2 separate regions of the Sus scrofa genome follow, and region 2 is linked to region 1. A link is a contact called in public HiChIP or PLAC-seq data. All regions are on one chromosome and are shown on one strand. The core of a region is the stretch at or near the end of the contact, and the rest is flanking DNA. Distances in the headings are between cores, read along the strand shown.

What was found. HiChIP or PLAC-seq counts read pairs in DNA pulled down with a chosen protein or histone mark.
Region 2: an H3K27ac HiChIP or PLAC-seq map of skeletal muscle shows a contact between it and region 1. The contact joins the promoter of F3 here to the enhancer-like site in region 1. A contact is called at or near these places in 1 of 5 promoter capture datasets (liver), 4 of 47 Hi-C or Micro-C datasets (alveolar macrophages, fetal skeletal muscle, fibroblasts and 1 more) and 2 of 2 datasets of contacts at active chromatin or transcription factors (alveolar macrophages and skeletal muscle).

Annotation. Positions count from the first base shown.
Region 1 is chr4:122,738,204-122,745,362 of Sscrofa11.1, reverse strand. No RefSeq gene overlaps it. Among named protein-coding and RNA genes, the nearest start is that of F3, 85 kb to the left of the region's middle. Within about 2 kb of position 5,857, at least 10 of the 83 cell types and tissues checked have an H3K27ac peak or open chromatin away from gene starts, as enhancers often do. A contact at or near this core is called in alveolar macrophages, retroperitoneal adipose tissue and skeletal muscle, where this site is marked.
Region 2 is chr4:122,825,703-122,832,570 of Sscrofa11.1, reverse strand. It overlaps F3 (coagulation factor III, tissue factor), which reads right to left and starts at 5,553. Exons shown (of 8, transcript NM_213785.1): 1 at 5,335-5,553; 2 at 4,209-4,320; 3 at 1-137. The coding sequence starts at 5,434.

The sequences.
Region 1 (7,159 bases), core at 4,608-7,107:
GGTGTGTCCCAGGCCCTGGCGATTGTCCAGGCTGGCGTTGCTGGCTCCTTTTGAATTCACATGGCAAAATGATTAGAGGGCGGGCAGGTGAGTTCCTGGCAGGAGAAACAGGTGAGTGTGGAGGCAGGTGAAGACTGGAGAAAGGCAGCCTGTCCCCCAGGAGGGCAGCGTCTCCTGAGCACGTGGCTCAGCAAGCAGTGCAGGCTCATTTCAGGCCCCTCTTGGCCCCTCAGTGAGCGGTGTGGGAGGCAGCCCCAGACCCTGACCACAGAGCTTGGCTGAGAGGGTCTCTTTCCTGCTCTGGGGAGGGTTATTAGTGTCTTAGATCTTAGAACGCCTGCTTCCGATTTGCCCACCATAGACCAAGTGCAGCAACCATGACAGAGATAGAGTGGTGGGGTGGCTGAGGCTTATAGGCTGGCTGATGGCTGCATCGCCCCGTTTGTTCAGAGGCACTCACCATCCATGCCCACTCAGCCAATACGACACTGACTCGCAACCCATGCAAAGTGCAAATTTCTCTGAAAGCGCCCATTCGAAACAGCTCTTATGAGATGGGTAAAACATAATGACATAATGACAGACACCCAAAGCTGGTAGCATCCTTGTGAGGCTATCGGGGTCAAACCACCTCCAAACTACCCTGGCCCTCTTGGCAGCTGATGGAGAGGGTGTGGGTTTAAGGCTTCCCTGGATAAAGATTTGGGATGGACTCTGAGGGCTTCGTGAAGGCTTGTGTCTTTATTTTTCGTCATATTATGCAACAGAAGGAAAACTCTGTAAAGTCAGACATTCGCACACCACCCCGCCACTACCATCACCCTCCTCCTCCTCCTCTTTGGTCTGTTTCCTGGGAGACGCTCGGAGAAAGTGGCTAACAGGCGAGACGGTATTAGAGGTGTGTGCTCAGGCCCCACACCTGAGAGAGTAAAGGAAGCAGGACTGAGCAGAGGTAGAGAGGCCAGAGGGCAGTGCCGTCGTCACAGGGGGCACCATCATCTCAGCTTCGCCCAGCTTCTCTCTCCCAACATCAGTTTCAGGAAAGGTCTGCGATGGGTGCAGCCTGGGTCCTATGCCACTCCTTGGTCCAATCGCTGTGGCCAGAGGATGGATGACTATGATTGGCCAGCCCCCCATCACGTGGCCAATAGGAGAGTGATGGAGAAGCTTGCTGGGAGGACAAAAATCAATAGTCCCACACACCTCTAAAGCCATCTCCCCTTCAAAAGGGCCGAAAGAAGAGTGAAACTCTATGTAAGTGCCTAAGAGGAGCCACGAAGTGCTTCTTCCATCGGTATTATCAGTACTAATTCAAACCACCTTTTTCCTAAAGTCTCAGGTACTGATAAAAATCAACATTGGCTCCAAACTCAGCCCCAATTTTGAACTGATCCTGAACTTTTCAGAAGAACTGAGAATGTTTAGCAAATATTTTCCTCCGGCGTAGCTTATCTTTGTGCCTCCTTGTACTTCCTGAGCCAGAACGGTCCTGGATCACCAGAACCACCGCAAGGATGCTTATCTCTCCCTTGACAGCTTGAGTGGTCTGAAAGTATTTCGTAAGGAAGACAGTGACTGGTGTTTTTCTGACCTTTTCGTAGAGCCAGAGCCTTTGGATGAAGCGGGCAAATTCCTGTCCTGAACTGAGTGTCAGCTTCTTGCAGGGTCTCGTGGCTAATGATGGACCCTGTATGTCCCTCCCTGCCCTCCAGACCGTAAGCCTCTCCAGAGCCTCGTGATGAGTTCTGGGCCCTTGGTGGCGTGCCCACCAGCCCGACTCCCCTGTTCCAGAGCCACAGTACAGCCAGCTGGATGTCTGGACGCTTCCCAAACCCCAGGCGCTCTGCCCACTGTGTGGCCTGAGCATGCTCTCCCTCTGCAGAGAAGATGCCTTTCCCACTTCCCACCCCGACACCCCGCCCTCACAATTCTGCCTTTCTTCCAGGCCCACCTCAATGCCTCCTCCTCTAAGAAGCATTTCTTACCCCTTAAACCATCTGTGGTCATGCCTACATTTTGATCTTTGTAGGGGCTAAATATTGTACCTTATGCTATGTTAAATGATAAGCTTCGTAATTCAGTGAAAGGACATTTATCAAGAACCTACTCTGTGCTGTGCCAGATCCTGGCGAGAGAGATGCCTGAGATAAAACTAACCCAGGCAACACAGGGCTCTCCGTATGCCCAGGTCATAGCGACGTCAATGGATGCATTTCCAGGATTTTAAAATGTATTTGCTTCTCGGAGTTCATTCTTCGGCTCATCCTGTCACTACCTGCTCAGGGCTTGGGTGTCGTACCCCGATTACAAAGCAAAGGCTTTGGGCTGCCTGGTCCCTGGAGATCTTCTCTCACTTAGCAATGAGTGGCTCCTGTGCTGCAGTCGCCTCCGAGCACCTGAGCGGTCCCCTGTGCCCCTCTAGTCCCACCCGGCAGTCCAGCTCCTCTGAATGTATACTGAGCTTGTCGCTATTAGCTGAAGATGGTCAGCACGGGGTAAGTGGTGACATTGGTGACAAGTGGCGCCCTCCATGGAGAATTTAAGCTCATCTGTAGAATGGGATGGCTGGAGCGAGCGCCTTCCAATTCCGATGCTGTGCGATTCAGCTTCTCTTTCTCTTGCTCCCAAAGGAGCCCAGCATGATCTACAAGGGCACGGCCGCCAAGCCACCTGGCGGTGAGAAACAGACCCTCAGCCTCACCCGGGACGAGCTGAATTTTGCAGAGGAGGCTGGACTGAGTCCACAGGCTTGGGTTTTTGTCACTGGCCCCTGTTCTCAGCCTAAGTTGTGGGAACCAGTTGAATACATTTCATCTCTGGAGAGAAAAGGGGAACAGCCAACTCTGCTTGCTGGAAAAGCCCACGCTCCTCACCTCCTGGTTCAGCTCCCTTGCCCCACGGGGCCGCCTCCATCCGGACTACGTGCCCGTGTGCAGAACGAACAGTGGTTTGCACCATCACCCACACTTGTTCCCAGACTTGTTGGCCAGGAACCCACCACTCAAAGAATTTGAGGTAAGATGAAAAATGCCGCCCGTTAATTCACATTTTTCCAAATAGAGAAGACACTTTTTTAACCCCCCCTCTCCAAGTCCACTATACGGGTCACGCCTTCCACCTTCCTGCAAAATACGCTGGGGACCCACACTCAAGGCTGGACCATGCACTCCCCCCCACCAGCTGAGCTCCAGGCTTGCAAGAATCAGCTGTGCTTGTCTGTCAGGCTGGTTATAGTAGCAGTCCTTGTGGTTGTAGTGAGGCAATTTACTTAAATACTACACAAATCAATTAAATACAAGAGTAAACAGCTGTTGGTTACATTTAGCTTCTGAGGCATAAACAAAGCCAGATTCCCAAAGATACTTGCAGTCAATTCTGGGCTGGGTGGAATAAATGCTGATGTTGGTAAAAAAGAAAAAATCAATACATAGAAAGATTCAGCATTCAGATTGCTCTGTAGTGTCTGTATCTCCTTGTTCCGCTTTGAAGAAGCCAGAAGCAAAAACTGTAGAGGAGACACTTTGGCTGGAGTCTGCATAAGATAAACCATGCAAATGCCAATCAAAAGGCTCCATATTTAAGGGGAAAAGAGCCTTAGCCCAATATAAAAACATTGGCTAATCTTGTAGATTTTAAGTGAAAATATACTGTGTAAGATATATTCAAATCCCTTACTTTTCAAGTACCAAACCTAATAAGATGTCAACTGAATGTAGATATCAGTGTTCACTCTGGGACCCAAATGTTTGATGGAATTTTACAATTTACATCCAGATCTTAGGATGTCTCCATTGTTATTCTTATTATAAAAAAATTTCAAGCATATATAAAAGTAGAGATAAAAAGAAAAGGAACTTCCATATCCCATCATCTAAATTTCGTTGTCCATGCTTCATCTATTTCTTGTTTTAGTCTCTGATGTATTTTAAAGCAAATTTTAGACCTTGTGTCGTTTTATCCCTACGTACTTTAGTAAGATATCTCTAAAAATATGGTCATTTTCTCATCTACCCACAGTACCATGGTCATGCCTCACAGTTAGCAACGATTCTTTGCTGTCATCCCAGTTTTCTCATAATGCCCCCCAGATGTCTTTTTACTGTCAATGGATTTAAATCCAGATACAAATACAATGCCCATGTTACATTTGTTTCTTCTGTCTCCTGTGTTTTTAAATTTAGAATTATGTCCCCCCCCTTTTTTTTTTCATGCTATTAACTTGTTGAAGAATCCAGCTTTTATAAAGAGGGATGTGAAAATTCAAAGAAGAGCAATTGACACGGGGTCGGTGGTGAGGAATCTCAAAAAATGCCAGAATGACTCTCCAGTTTTTCAGGATGGTCAGGGAGCCGATGCTGCCATGGTCCAGAGAAAAGTTTCCACTCCTCTGGGACTGACAAAAACAAGCCAAGAGCAGGAGACTGGGTTGAAAAATGCAAGGTTTAAAGTTCCAAACAGATTTAATCTCTCAAAAACAAAGGTCAAGCCATCAAGGAAAGGTCCATCAAACCCACAGTGAAATACCATTTCATACCCACTAGAATGGCAATAATCAGCAAAAAGACAATAAACCGTGGTGGCTGAGGATGTAAGGAAGTGAAAACCTTCATAAATTGCAGGAAAGGATGCAAAATGGTTCACTGCAATGGCGCATTGGAAAACAGTCTAGCAGGTCCTCAAAGATGCAACAGAATGACCCCCAGACCTAGCAATTCTACTCCTAAGGGCACACCCACGAGAACTGAAAACCTATGTCCACACAAACTTGCGCATGAATGTCCATAGCAGATTATTCGAAAAACTCAAAGGTGGAAACAACCCAAACGTCCACGATGAACGGCTTTATCAAGGGCTACATCCCCATGATGGCATCTTTTCTTCTACACTTTTCTTTTCTTTCTTTCTTTTTTCTTTTTTAGGGCTGCACCCGAGGCATATGGAGGTTCCCAGGCTAGGGGTGGAATTGGAGCTACAGCTGCTGGCGTACACCACAGCCACAGCAACATGGGATCCGAGGAATTTTTCATCATGAAAACAAGTGAAATACTGACACATGCTACGACATGGATGAACCTTAGAGCCCATTATGCAAAGGGAAAGAAGCCAGCCAGAAAAAACACATATTAAATGATGCCATTTATAGGAAATGTTGAGAATCAACAGGTCTGCAGAGACAGAAAGCGGATCGGTGGTTGCCCAGGTCTAGGGGTTGGGAGAGAGCAGAGAGGGTGATGGCTGTGGGGGGCAGGATTTGATGAAAATGTTTGGAATTAGTGGTGGTGAGTGCACAACCCCGTGAATACATGAAAAGCCATTGCATCGTACACCTTACAGAGTGAATTATGTGGTGGTGAATTATGTCTCAGTAACGCTGGTAAAACACACAGACCCAAAGGTCCAGGGGTTTGCTCTCAGCCCGCTCTGCATTTCACAAGGACTCTTCCCCGGGAGGGACCCACGTCCACAGAGGGCAGGTGGCTGTCCTGCTGTTGGAAGGTGTGACTCAGCGCCACTGCGGCCACCAGGGAGTCCCCGCCGGCCCCGGCTCGGTCCAGGGTTATGAACTAGACAACCTCTTGGCCCTGCTTGCAGTAATTCCGTGAACGGAAACCCAAGAGGAACGTCGAGGAGATTCATTTTTATTTTCGACCACCTGATTTCCCTCCAGGCTGTTTCCCCGCAGTCCGCGCTGGCCCCTGGAAGACCAGACCCAGAGGCTAAGCTCTCGGGGAGACGGGGAGGCGGGTCAGCCTCACCACCGCAGCCTCCCTGCCCCCAAGAAAGCGGGACAGACCCAGGCGGGTGGCCGGAGGCAGAAGAGGGAAGATGAGGTTTCTGAGATTCTGTTTCCACGTGGTTTCGGGACAGGGCTCCATGTGGCTGGCGGGGCTGTTGAGCAACACCCAGCACGGGGTCCTGGCCGGGAACAGAAGACTCCCTGCCTGACTCTGAACTTTGCTCCAGGCTCTTCTAACTGCTGCTCTTGTCCGAAATGGACATCTGCCCGGCCCACGAGTCTCCAACCCTCCCTCCCCACCCCCCGGCCACAGGATGCTGTGCCCACTTTGGCAAAGGCACAGGCCTCAGGAGGAGCATGTGGTCCCATGGAAATTGCAGGGGACCTGGGTCTGCCGTGAACGGGGGAAGCTCCACCGACAGAAGGGCGCCGCGGGGGGCCGGGTTCCCACGAGGCCCCGAGCCCGCTCCTGGCCACCCGCAGGTCTTGCGGGCCCCCTCCCTTCCTGCCCCGATTGCTCCCGACTCCTCGTCCCACTCAGAGGAGAAGAGGCCACAGGCCACAGCACTTCTTCATGGCTCCAAGGGAACAGGTAAATAAACAGAGAGAAGACAGACACCAACAAGAAAGAGAACAGCTTACAAGGCACATGTTTCCAGGGAGAAGAATCCAGAGAAAACATGAAATGGTTGTCTGGAGCCCTCACCCTGGATGCTAAAGAAGTGTCCTCTTTAACCCTGGGGGAGTTGACATGCCATCCCCTCGTTTCTCATTTCCAGGCCTGTGACCCAGGAAGTGCCCTGTGCCTGGCACCCAGGAGCTGCTCTCTGTATATCTCGCCCCCAGCATCTGTCCTCTGTCCCTTCCAGCTCGGCTTCTTCCTTCCCACGCAGCGCTGGGCCCTGCAGGCAGGTGGGAGCTAGAATCCTGGCTGGGCGGCCACTTTGCTCCCCATTTCTGTCCTGCATGTTCTGGGAGTGATAGCAGCGTCCCCCCCACCCCGCCCCGCCCCGCCCCCCGCGGCACCGTGGTGAGGGTTAGCGAGCAAGCGTGGGCACCCAGCCCACAGCAAGGGCTGGACATTTTTTAAAGAGTCTTTGGTGTCTTCCTCTTCTCTTTTCATTCTTTTCACACTCTTTCCTTCCTTCTCCTGAAGTTAACTTTCCCAGGCTCAAACCCCCCCATCTCGGCTTCAGCGGTAAGCTGGGTGCGCCCCACTCCCAGCTGGCTTGCAGGCTGTCCCAGTGAGAGATCTGCTCCTCACCCAGTTCCCAGCTCAGCGCATCGCTGGAGCACCTGTCCTGCTCCCTCCCTCTCTCTGTCTCGGTCTGTCTGTCTGTCTGTCTCTCTCTGGCTGCCACACAGGAAAGGGGTCCTGGCAGGGTTTAGCCCGTGGTCACTGGCAGCCTCATGGTGTGACCT
Region 2 (6,868 bases), core at 4,304-6,803, 88 kb before region 1:
TGAGCACGGTGTCCGCAGGATAGGACAGGACCCGCGCCACGTACGTCTCCTTCACGTTCCTCATGATCTCGTCCGTGACGTCACACTCCGTGTCTGTCGTGTGGAAGCATTTGTTTTTCCAATCTCCTAGTCTAGGGCTGACCGCAGGAGGAAGAGAAACAAGAGGAACGTCAGGACGAGTATCCAAGACAGAGCGCGTGCTGGCTTCAGGGCAGTGTTACCGCAGCAGCTTCTCGGAGAAGCTTCTTATAGAAACAATCCCTGGAGGTGTTTGCTCTGCTGAGCACTTTAGATGAGTCTCGAGTCCTCCCAGCAACCCGGGGGTGGCTCTCTGATTGTCTGTTTTTATAGATAAGGCAACTGAGGCCAAGTGCAACTGAGGCCAAGTGTGCCTGGGTGACCAGCTCAGAGTCACAAAGCTGGATTTTGAGCCAGAGAGCAATTCGACTCCTGGGTCTATGCTCTTAATTACCCGTTTAAAACACACATGATCTGGCATGATTATGCGGGATAAAGGACAACTTTCCATCAAGATTCAGTCTCTTACAGGCTACTTATTATATTCTGCTTATGGCAGTCAATATCATAATACAGTCTATGGAATACATTCTAGGGGGACCACGGCTGCTTAACACTAACCTACATGAGCCAGGTTCTGTGCTGGGCCCTGAAACATGTTCTCCCACTTGGTATAGTCCTTCCAAGAAGATACTGGGTCTTTCTCACATATGAGGACCCTGACTGACGCTCAGGGCTGCGAGGCAACTTGTACAGGGTCTCACCCCCCAGGAGGTGAGAGCTGGGTCTCTGTGTGATACCACAAGCTGTGCCATCAAAGATTACAGAATAACAGTCCAGGAAATATCTAGCCAAGGCTGAGACTAAGACAATCTGAGTAGAGACAGAGCTTTCTTCTGTAAAGTGTCATTGAGAGGAAATGATTTAAAGAATGACTAAAAATGAAATGATTCTGAAATGCTATAAAGAACTACTAAAAATGACATTTTCCTCCAGGACTGAAACAATTCCTAGGTGAGGGCACTGCAACCTGATCCACACAGAGCTGTCCCGCAGAAGCTGGCAGCCACCCTGCTCTTCCTCCCTCCCTGTCAACCACCAGAGCCCCCCAACTCATCATTCAAAGCCACGTCCAATCCCACCTTCCACGGGAACCTCCAGATCTCCCGCTTCCCCGTCCCCAGCACAGACATCTCAGAAGAGCACTGAGCGTGGAGGTGGGCCAGGGCCCTGCGTCCCTGGGCTCCCCTATTAAGCCACGTGGCTTGAGGGCTTGCACAGGGCCAGGCCTTTGAGTATTAGACTGTTGACATTTACAGGTTGAATGGGGGACAACAAGCTGTCATGTGGATTCCATTTGTCTAAATCCAGGCGCAAGACCATAAATAAGTATTTCTTAAAAGTCTGAACTGACTAACTGGGCTAAGAGGGTGTGGGTAACCCACTCTTGGTCCTTAAATCCATAAACTAAGATGGATGCAGAAACATCAGTTCAGACACTCTTAGATTTCTCGAGTTTTCTGTGATAAAAGTAGAGATCCAGTATTCATTCCAGAATGGCTGAAATGCACTGTAAAAAGTCACATCATTTCTATTTTAAAAAGTGAAGGCGAACATGAGGATTCTTCTCCATCCATAGCCAACCAGTCGTTTAGATAACAGGAGAAACACGGCTGGGCTGGGCGCTCTGGCTACATTCCACCCGAGAGATAGCATTTGGTTCCTCCCAGCTCCCAGGAGGAACCACAGCCCCCTGGCACAATTGAACACAAGCAAATTAAAGCCATAATGCGCTGTGGACAGGTTGGGAAGGGGCAATTCTGCAGGAAGTTCCTCTGAATGCTGTTAGCAGCACTGGACACTTCAAACGCGCCTCCGGAGGTTCTTCTGGGTATTATTGCAAAATCTCCCGATTTAGAAATAATAGAAGTTCTGCCTTAACTACTAAAAAATCCCAACAGAATCTGGACTCAGCAACTGAGGAGCAGGCTGTTTTCTAAAAACTTTAGAAGTTCAATTTTAGAATATAGAACATTCCACGGGGTCAGTACTGCAGGGCATGGTTCGGTGCTAAGCCTGAGCCAGAAACACTTGCAACACCACTGAAAAGAGCTTCCAAAAGGGAAAAACGCAGCTGGGGCTCCAAGAAGGGCTACAGGCACAGCAGCGGCACCCTGGGTTTGGGGACAGGCTGATGGGTGAGGAGCAGCAGGTCAAGGTGCTTTCTTCAGGGCAGGACACCAGGAGGGGAAAGTCGCTCCCAGTGGGAACGGCTTGCTTTCCCCATCTGACTTTGGGGCTGCTCATCAGACGGGCAGACCCATGGAGGAGGCCGTGGCCTCAGGGCTGGGTAGACCTTGGTTCCAGACCCGGATGGGCACGCACCATGGGGACCGTCAGGAACCAGTCTCTCACCTCACCGGGGCCAGTTTCCTCTTCTATAAAATGACTGCTAGGGTCCTTTCGCCCGGGAACCCCACATCACCCGTGGGGAGGTCTTGGGAGAGGGCGGGGTCCCTGGGAGGCTGCTCCCAGGTCCTCTGGCACGTGGGAAGATGGCTCGGCTGGAACACCCCCACCCATGTCTAAGGGCACCCCCAGGCACATCGGGGGCCACATCCACTTAAGTACCAGCAGCCACGCAAAGCCCAAGAACTTCATGTTAACAAAGGCTTATGTTTAAAAACCTGGCCAATCCATGGGAGTTCCCGTCGTGGCACAGTGGTAAACGAATCCGACTAGGAACCAGGAGGCTGCAGGTTTGATCCCTGACCTTGCTCAGTGGGTTAAGGATCCAGCGTTGCCGTGAGCTGTGGTATAGGTCACAGATGCAGCTTGGATCCTGCATTGCTGTGGCTCTGGTGTACGCCAGCAGCTGTAGCTCCGATTTGACCCCTAGCCTGGGAACCTCCATTTGCTGTGGGAGCAGCCCGAGAAATGGCAAAAAAACAAAAAACAAAAACCTGGCCAATCCTAAGTTCAGCAAACATGAGGAAACATATTTAAGACTGAATCTATTTAGGAGATAAGCATTCCTCCTAAAATCTTGTTTTCACCACCCAGCAGGAAAGTGTCTACCAAGGTCAACCTCAGCTCTCTCTGAGCGAAATTCCTGACTCTCAACCAGTGGAATCTGAGTCGACAAGTCTGACCGTCACTGTAATTATTACCTCCAGTTATGAAATTCCTTTAAATCTGTATATCTATATATGCACGCACACACGCACGCGCACAAATTCCCTTCCCTGTTGACTTGGCAACAGTTGTCATCAAGTTGATTTTGGAAAAAAAAAAAAAAAAAAAAGAATATCTGCCTAAAAGACCCACTCGATACTTGGCTGCATTCAGAATGCTGCAAAAGGTTTGGCACAAGCTAAACAAACAGCAAAGCACCTTTCATTTTAGGAAGAGATACTTCTGTGCTTTTCTACAAGTAGGGTCAAAATAACTTCCACACCTGTTCCCCTCTACTTAATAAGATCGCTACCAAGCCTCAGAACATTTCAGACACCCAAAACTTGCCAAGAATATGGTGCCACCCATCAAGGAAAGACAAGAGCACCCTGGGGTGAATATGCTGAATGAGGAGCTCTTGGGGCCAGCTGCCCATCAGGGAGGCGGCCGGATGAGCAGAGCAGCCCTGGCGCAGGGGGCAGACAGGGGCGTTTTCCTCCCCAGGTTACTGAGTCACGACTTTGACCGCCTCCAAGATCATGTATGCAACCCAATTTTGAATCACGAGTCCGAAAATTAATGAATCAAACACTGCTTGAGGGCAATGTATACATCCGAATTCCTCCCTGTCTCTTCTCCAACATGTTAGATCCGGCTCGCAGTCTAGACAGCAGAGAAAAAGACGGGTGGGCTTAGAGGAGATGAGTTCCCAGCGATCCAGAGCCACATCTATCGGTGCCACTGGGACCTGCTCAAGAAGGTTCATTCTCCACAGCTTACGTGCTGCTTAGGAAGTGCCCCACAATCTCCAGAAACTGACAAAGTTCTATGAGTTTAAGGTCTGGAAATGTCACAGGCTTGACAGAGTATGGCTCTGGACAGCAAATTTCCATGAATGCCTTCATCATCATGGCTAAATCATCCATTAATCAGCTTTAAAGACAACCATATTGAGCACAGCAAAGTGGAAACAGTTTTTTTTGGGTTTTTTTTTTTTTTTTTGGTACCTAGCTTACCTTATCTGAACAGTGTAGACATAATTAATGGGTTTGGGTTCCCACTCCAAAATGGTCTTGAAATTAGTTGACTTCCAAGTTAAGTTATATGCTACAATTACATCTGTAGTGCCTTTAAACAACAGAGAAACAGCTATTCAGTTTACATGAATGTCTCAGCACACGATTTTGGGTCGATAGCAGAAAACATCGTCCTACACCCGACATCACAAACCTCCTTAATTATTTCCCAACCACAAAAGCTTTAACTGAATTACCGTGAGACAAATCTGCATTTTTTTCCGAAACCCAGAATTTCCCCTCAGCAAGAATGACCTGGTAATCTCAGGAAACACACAAGGATCTTGAAATCCTTGTTTGAAATTATTCACAGGGAAAATGCCCTGTGACAGTGACCTGGAAGCACAGCCCAGCAGTCCTCATTGGCCCAGGCTGCCCATGGCCCAGCTAGGGAAGGGCGACAGGGAAGGGCAGGTCTCCAGGATGAACTCATTAGGTTTTCGGTAAATTATGGTAACAGGCAAAGCCCATGTGTGTGAGGGAAATTAAGAATGCATACACTAAAGAAGCCAAAGCTTGACTTTTTTCACTTTTATCTAAAATGTGTCCATACTGAAACTTCCACGGACACCCAGGCAGAGTTGCTATGCCTGTCCCATGAAATCGGTTAGGATGCTTTATTACTAAGGCCTGCTTGGCCAGTTCTCAGCGGGTCAGTCTCTGCCCTGCGCCCCAGCCCCTGCCCCCCCCAGACCAGGCTTAGAGGGCATGCATGATGTGGTGCCTGCTCCAATCCAAGCGACATTTTGCAACAGGATTGCCTCGAACCCCATGTAATACAGACGAACAAGCCCGAGGGCCGCTTTTTAGTACGGGCAGTGCATAGGTAATGAAGGATAATACTGAAACACTGCAGGTGCGGACCCCACGGCCCACAACCTTCACGGCGGCGGCTCCCTGGGAAGCTCCTTCCCTAAACTTAAAGCGAGAGCCTCAAACCCACTAGCAGAAGTGCCAGCGGGTCCTCGGGGGTCCTGGGGCAGCGGAGTGAGCCACTGCCAGGCAGGACTGTTCCCCCTCCTCCCAGTAGAGCGCCCCAGGGCTTCAAGGGGCGGGTGCCACTCACCTGTGGCTCCAGCCACCTGGACGAGGACCCAGCCAAGCAGGAGCGCGCGAGCAACGGCGGCCTTGGGACAGGACACCGGGGGTCCGGTGGGGGTCGCCATGTCCAAGAGTTGGCCGCGAGGTCGGGAGGATTCCACGGCGCCCGGGAGGCTGGGGTGGTGGGCTGGCGGCGCCTGGGGTCTCCGGTTGGAGCGGGAGGGGCGCGGTGAGCCCTGCGTCTGCGGGAGCCCGGGCCCCGCGCGCTTTAAAGAGCCGCGCGCACGCCCCCGCCGCTCCTCCCGCCGCCCCGCCCCCAGCCCGGCTCCCGACGCCCGGTGGGCGGGCCCCGGCGAGGCCCCGCCCTGGTCCCGCCCCCTCCCGTAGGAAACTCCAAGAGCCTGCAAGGGCTGATTCACCCGTGATTCAACCCGCCGCCGAGCGCTGGTTCCCTTCGGCGGCTCCAGGTGCTGAGCGGAACCGGGCCCCCAGCCGTCCAGCCCCCGGGGCACCCAGGCCTGGGTGGGCGGCAGGTCTGTGGGGAAGAAGGGGGCGGTGGAAAAGAGTCCTCGAGGTGGAGGGAAGCCGTCCCCGCTTCGGTTTGGCGGTGCGGTGTCTGGGCGGGCGGGGGCGCAGCACTTACCGACTTTAGTAAGAAAGTACCCGCTCCGGGCTGGGTTCGGGCAACGCGGAACAGTTCCCGGCGCTTTGCCTACGTGGGGCTCAGCCTTGGAATCGACAGCCAAGTAAGAGCGTGCAGAGAAGCAGAGCCTTCTCCCAGCTGCGGGTTCATCTTCTACCCCGAAGGCGACAATACCCGGGCTGCCTACCTCCCGGGGCCCTTAGCGTAGGTCTCTGCAGGTGTTTTACAGGTTCCAAGGTCACCCAACCCAGGCCCGGCCCAGCCCATCTTGGGTTAGTGATCGAAGAAGAGCTGCCCCCAGATCTGGCAGTGTGCCTCTGGGAGAATCCCAGCGTGACATCTGCCGCCCTGTGGTTTCAGAAAGGATTGTTCTCACGTTGAAGACGTTTTGGGGGGTTGAGTTAGTTCCGCTCAAATATAAAGAAACCAAAAATGAAATTAAAAAATAAAATCAGACTTCAGCGTTGGTTCTTCGGAATTTTCTGGCTTCCTCTTCTGGGCTTTGCTGTAAAGTTGTCGGGAGAATAAAAGAATAAAGCTCTTTTGTTTTACTGAATAGCGTAGTACCTGGTTTTGTCAAAGTCCTTCCCATTATTCTTTACTCTGTAGTTGTCTCCAAGGCAGACTGGGGAGTTTTTAGGGAGGAGTGGAGTCTCCTATTTTTTCCCCTTGGGAAATGAGCCTTGCATTTTAGTGCCTGCTCTCTGCATGTTTCCATATAGCCTCCTGAGCCATAGCATTACACTCATTTTAAAAGAAATAATACTTTTTGAAATTTAATTTCCCCCCTTTGCTTGAACTGAAATAGCACATCCAGGTTTAGCTCTGGGAGTCTTTCTTTCCTGGAAGCTGAAAGCTGTGCTTGCTGGTTTCCTCTTTGAGCCCTCTTCCGATTCTAAACCCCACAAAGTTTATA